Regions from separate parts of the Cyprinus carpio genome. Here region 1 is linked to region 2. Evidence: chromatin contacts called from public Hi-C data. All regions are on one chromosome and are shown on one strand. Each heading gives the region's core, a stretch centred on a gene start, on an enhancer-like site or on the middle of the called end of the contact. The rest is flanking DNA. Distances are from core to core; before and after follow the strand shown.

Region 1 (2,849 bases), core at 41-2,540, 37 kb after region 2:
CATTTATATACTAGAAAGTGGGCCAATTTAGTCCCAAGGAGTATTGAAACAGTACACTTACAAGTATACTACTAGAACAGTGATATTTGTATACTTGCTACATAAAGTATACTTGTACTTTACTTAAGTAGGCTATACTTAATAAAATAAACTTGAAGTAGGCCTATACTACTTGACTTTACCTCACCCATTACGAGACACCTTTTTGATATTACATTAGAGAGATTGGATTTTAAACGTTATGGGTTTCTATTAGGTAGCCTAATGTAAATGTGTCTAATGTGAGCCTACACTTTTGATTCAGTACCTCTAAGCGCTTTTTAAAACATGCAGCTTACCTTTCACGTTTGTTTAAAGTTTTAAAGAGATTTTACAACGTGTGGGGAGGAAAAAACCCACAGCGATATGAAGAAAACTGAATGAAAATGCTCTTGCGACCTCTTCTGGAAGGCTTTTTGCAGGAGCTCTTCTTCAGATACTGGAATGGGTCAACGCAGATAAATGACTCTACTCGAGGTGTAGAGTAAAATCAAACGTGTGCGGTCTTAAAAGTGCATACACTTATATGGTTTTACTTTTTTAAGACTTAAAAGTAGCCACAAAACCGACAAGCGCAAGCTCGTGTTTTCACCAGACGCGTTCGACTGAGGAAGTAACCATGGCAACAGAATGTTCGTGCTTTTCCGTTAAACATCGACTAACATTTCTAAAAAGTTATTTTTTTTTAAAAAAACTGACTCCTCTCAAAGTCATATCGCCTACGCACCCTTACCTGAACGAGCAAATCAGAATAGGCGGCACTTAAGTATCAAGTTTCTGCACGGGAAGACACGACCTCTTGTTAACTGTTAAAGACTGTTTCATGATGAGACAATTTATCAGACATGTAGCATTAAAATAGTATGGCACCAGTGCCAATGAATAATGCCGTATACTCTTGGGTTGAACCGGTGACATAGCCTACAAGAAAATACGACGAAAGCAAGTGGCGCATTTATTCTCGTCATTAAAGTACAAACGAAATATTTTAAAACCGCTCACACTTACCTGCAACTGATGAGAAGTACAGGAAACAAAATCCGAGGAGTCGCAGATAGAAAATCCGAAAAGATGGGGTGAGAGAAAGCGAGCCCTCTTGCATTTTAAAACAATGTTTAACTCTAATCCCGAGCTTTAGAAAAGAGATACTCTTCTTCTCCCTCGTGAGATCTGCGTTACACTTCACCCAGTGAAAGACTAAGTGAGAGTGACCACGTGGTTGGTCAGCAGTACTGCCCTTCTCTTGGGTAGAAATGAGAGAGTTTACTGGAATGTCCCCTCTCCTTCACATCTGCTTAGAGACTTGAAGTCTGTAAACACACATACACATTAATAGTGACACTGACACTGACATACTGGAAATTACCGAGAGTACCCAGTCTTTCTTTCTTTTTCTTTCTTTCTTTTTGTACTATATTAAAAAGGGATACTGGAGCTAGAGGATAGAATTGTTGTATGTTGAGTAAGTCACAAATAACCTGCTTGTTTTCTCTAGCAGTGTTGGCATCTGATTCAAAACTCTGTTAAATTAGTATAGTATTCGTTAATTTTATTATCGAATAATCTTTTTGGTATACCGCTTAAAGTGAACACAATAAAACCACACTGACATACATTCATGCATTCTTATGATGTGACAACATGTCCCACCCAGACATAAACATAAGTGCATAAACACGAATCACTGGCTGGTCTTTTCTGTTTAGAAAACAGGGTTGAGCGATCCATTGTGTGACAATGTAGAACTTGCAGAATTTTTTTCATTCAAGTTTTAATAAATGTTGAGATGTCCATAACATGTTTGCACATGGATTCCACTGAACATGAAATGTTCCTCAAATCAGTGTTGGCCAGACACAGTTGCTGCAGTGTTTCCAGATCTATTGTTTTTTTTTTTTTTTTTTTTTTTTTTTTAATAAATAAACAAATCAATAAAGGCACACAGTTATCAAACATGTTTACATAGGTTCTGGATCATTTCTATTCATACATGATAAAAAAATAAAATTGTGTCCCACAAGAACCCAGAAAGGGAAGAAGTTTGTTTAATCCTGAAATGAAGTCAGGAAGCACAATGGTATCTGAGATTGTGTGAGTATTTGGAGTATTGAGTTCTCACTGAAGAACAGAGTGCCTTGTGTCTTCTCAGCGAACTGAGGCACCCATAGCCTTACAAGCTTTAATACCTAAGAAGTCATCTCAAATGTAGGCTTAATGTTATTAACATCAATATGACATTTTTCTTTAGGTTAAAGCGTGTCGGTGGAGGGAAAACTCATACTTCTATTTTAACAAACAGCATAAGAAATCTGATGAGACTTGTAGTCTAACTTTGATTATTTCTTTGATGTCACGGAGAGGAGGGCATTATAGTCTGAGGGGGGGGAGAATGGAATGTGTTGAGACAGCAGGATAGATAACACAGATCAAGAGAAAATTCCTCCCAGTTTCTAATTAAGCAACAGGATACGAGCAACACATATACATACCAAAAGGATGCAGGATTATGAGTGTGATTATGCTTTTAAACAACACTCCAATACACAAAGGAGTGACTTACATCTAGATACAATACTGACAGTTACTTCTCGCTCCAAATTAGTTCCAAACAATGTCAAAATAGAATCAACCGTTGCGTTTCTTAGCAATATGCACTAGTTGTGTTTTGTTTCTTAATAAATCTGTATTTTGAACAAATTGGACTCCAGGACTCACTCACTCATAAAAACAATGGAATCTCTAGAAAGAGTCACTGAAAAATTCCTGCCACTACTACACAAGCACAGATAAACAGCGATAATCCAGTTATG
Region 2 (3,012 bases), core at 331-2,830:
TTACCATCACACTGGTTCCCTCGACAAAAAGCCTTTAGGATTTTTCCATAGGCTTTTGGATTATCGCCAAAAATAATCTCTGTGTTCAACCATAGTTCATGAAATCATCAAGATATTCTTCACAAAATAATATAACTTTGATGAATTTTGAAGCCTAAATAAAAGCGCCAGAACTTAAAAGCTAAATTTAGGGTATAAACGGACTACAGCCCCACGGTCGCTCGACTTCAGCGTCACCACCACCATGCATCCCTCAACTGTTTCAAACTTATTTTTAACGTGTTCAGTGAAAAGGATTTACTCTGTATATGAATTTTAGTCCACGCTATGTGAACCTTTTATATAAACTGGAATAAATACAAAACTCGAATCAAACTAAAACTGAAATGAGACATTAATAATAAATAGTATAGTGAATAAATGAAATAATTATAACTAAAGGACATATGAAAGCACGTATTTCTGTACATTTCGAAATAAGGTGCATTAAAAGTCAATAAATCCTTGATTAACATGACTATTTTAATTTAAAACATGTCTCTACGTACTATTCAATAAAATTCTAGTGCATTTAATCTATTAAATAACAGCAGAGTGAACAAGTTTTTGGATATGGTAAGATTAAACTTATTTTAGTGAATAAAGTACCACGTTTCAGCTTTGTTAGGGTGGGTACACAAAATCTTATTTTATCCTTGCTTCTAGGAAATCCTGATTTGCTTTTTAACAGTTTCAAGTGGCCGTAAACATTTTAATTTACCTGGGCTTTAAGCACTATGCATAGTTAAAGTTTCACTTTCACCGTGACTAAGCCGGTAAATTTGGTGTTTACATGGAATAGTTGTAATAGTTTACCTTACAAACCCAGAGTCTCCGCATCAGTAGGGAAGAGATAAAATGATCATATTCCATCTGAAGACTTGTTGCATTTCGGGGCACACCAAAAAAACATTGTCAACCAACAGTATAAAATGCGGGAAACTATTAATTGGTTATTCTACAATTAATTCTGTTACAAATTATACTACGACTGGAAAATACTGTAAATTGATTAACTGTTTGGCGTAATAATGTGTAATGTCTCCGACGGCGCCATGTAGTCCCATTTAGCAACTTGTTAGCGACCTCTTTTTAAAGAAACGTATCAGTATAAAAAAAAAAAAAACAAGTGAGGTGTAACTGGTGTGTTTTATGTCATAGAATAAAACGTGAAAGTATCTTGTGAACCACAGACCTTATTTTAGGGATTTAACCAAAATCCCATTGAAAAAAACCCATTGACTCTGGGACGATAGAACGGGAAGTGCTAAAATGTTAACTCGCTTCCAGGTTTTTGCCTACAAAGTGACATCATAGTTCCACCACTCTAATGACTGTGTTTATAATTACTAACAACAACTGTAATGATACATTTCCTTCACATACAGGCAGTGCCTAAGCATATACGGTACATTTAAGAACAGAACATGACAGTGAAAAAAAAATCATATCACATTCTGATTAAAATGTTTAGGCCCCTGAGAGTGTGAGAAGACAGCTGATTTTTGCAGTACGAATGATCTGTGTGTGACTTGACCTGTGACTAGAAAGTAGAGACGAGTTACACTTTCAAATGACAGAGAATTGTTTGAGTGAGCTCTTCATAGGAACCTTTACACATGCAGCTTTCAGTTTCGAGGTTCAGTTGTCATAGCTCATAGCAGTAAGGATGTCCCGGGGTGAGGGATTTTTGGTGCAGTTGATGGAACTTAATTGCTGTTATTCACAAGCTGGTCCTTGATCCACTGCTAGAATATAATGATATACTTGTGGTTTACAAATCATTTAGAAAATATTTTGTCAGACATGGCTGCTTTTGAATGACTGTCAATGGACAGATGTGCTTTTTGCCGGTGTAGTTATGCCATCTACAGAAACTAAACCAAACCAAGTGAGTTTTTGTGTATGAAAGCCCTCAGAGCTGCTGAGTGAAATAATTCATTATAATGGAATGAATGATCAACTGAATGTACATTATCCTACTTGATACATAACTATTTACCAAATACATGGTCTTGAAATATTGTTGTGCTGCTTATTGATATTTTTTTTGGGGGAAAACTGTGATACATTATTTTACCAGGATTCATTGATGTACATAAAGTTAAAAAGAACAGCATTTATTTAAAATTGAAATCTTTTGTAACATTATAAATGTTTTACTGTCACTTTTGATCAATTTAACACATCCTTGCTGAATAAATGTAATAATGTATACTGTTTAGCATTCATTACGAAAAAGTATTGGACTACAGTATTGCGATTGACCAACCGTATATAAAATATGGGTCTTACATTCTTTAAATTCTAATTTTTTTTCAACAACAGGAGCGCAACATGTCACAAAAGACAACACTGGTGTTGTTTTTCACTGATTATCTTCTTAAAGCTGGCCTCTGAAAGACTAAACGTTGCTTAGTAACATTTGTGTCAGTGAATCAGGTCTGGTGTTTACTCAGGAGAGGCGGCCAATCATTATTGTATCATGTCCTGCTTGTCCAAAGGTCTACAACCTCAGTCACTCACTAATACATTTCAGCAACTTCCTCAATTCCTTGTTTCAGAAAATAACTATTTTGCTGGAATTCTACAGATTCTCCATTCAAGGGGTCATGAATTGAGAAATCAAATTTTCCTTGATGTTTTGACATGTAAGAGGTCATTGTACTATAGTAATATTTGAGTTTCAGAGCTCAGAACGTCCTTGTTAGTCCCAAAACAGCTTTTATTGAAACCAAGCTCAGAAAACGATTCATTTCAGATTTTGTCACATAATGATGTAATAGTGCAACGAAAGCCCACCTCTGCAGAGTCAGATCAACGTCTGCTTCTGCATCATCACGTCTTTGTCACAGTTTCGGCATAGGCTTTGCAAACAGACTTTTACTGTTATATGTGGACCTGATAGTAATACCACAACATGTAGGTAACCGTGTTCATTCTAATGGCTAATCTTATTTTATATACAGAAAG

What was found. A called contact is a pair of places that touch in the nucleus more often than the background predicts.
Region 1: a Hi-C map of liver shows a contact between it and region 2, with 5 times the contacts expected there. The contact joins the promoter of LOC109087179 here to the enhancer-like site in region 2.

What each region holds. Positions count from the first base shown.
Region 1 is chrA3:13,055,105-13,057,953 of ASM1834038v1, forward strand. LOC109087179 (hemicentin-1-like) reads right to left here and starts at 1,291. Exons shown (of 14, transcript XM_042719035.1): 1 at 1,048-1,291. The coding sequence starts at 1,141.
Region 2 is chrA3:13,017,436-13,020,447 of ASM1834038v1, forward strand. The region is part of intron 2 of LOC109056198 (UBA-like domain-containing protein 1); the gene reads left to right. Among protein-coding and RNA genes, the nearest start is that of LOC109056198, 3.5 kb to the left of the region's middle. Within about 2 kb of position 1,581, at least 1 of the 8 cell types and tissues checked has an H3K27ac peak or open chromatin away from gene starts, as enhancers often do. A contact at or near this core is called in liver, where this site is marked.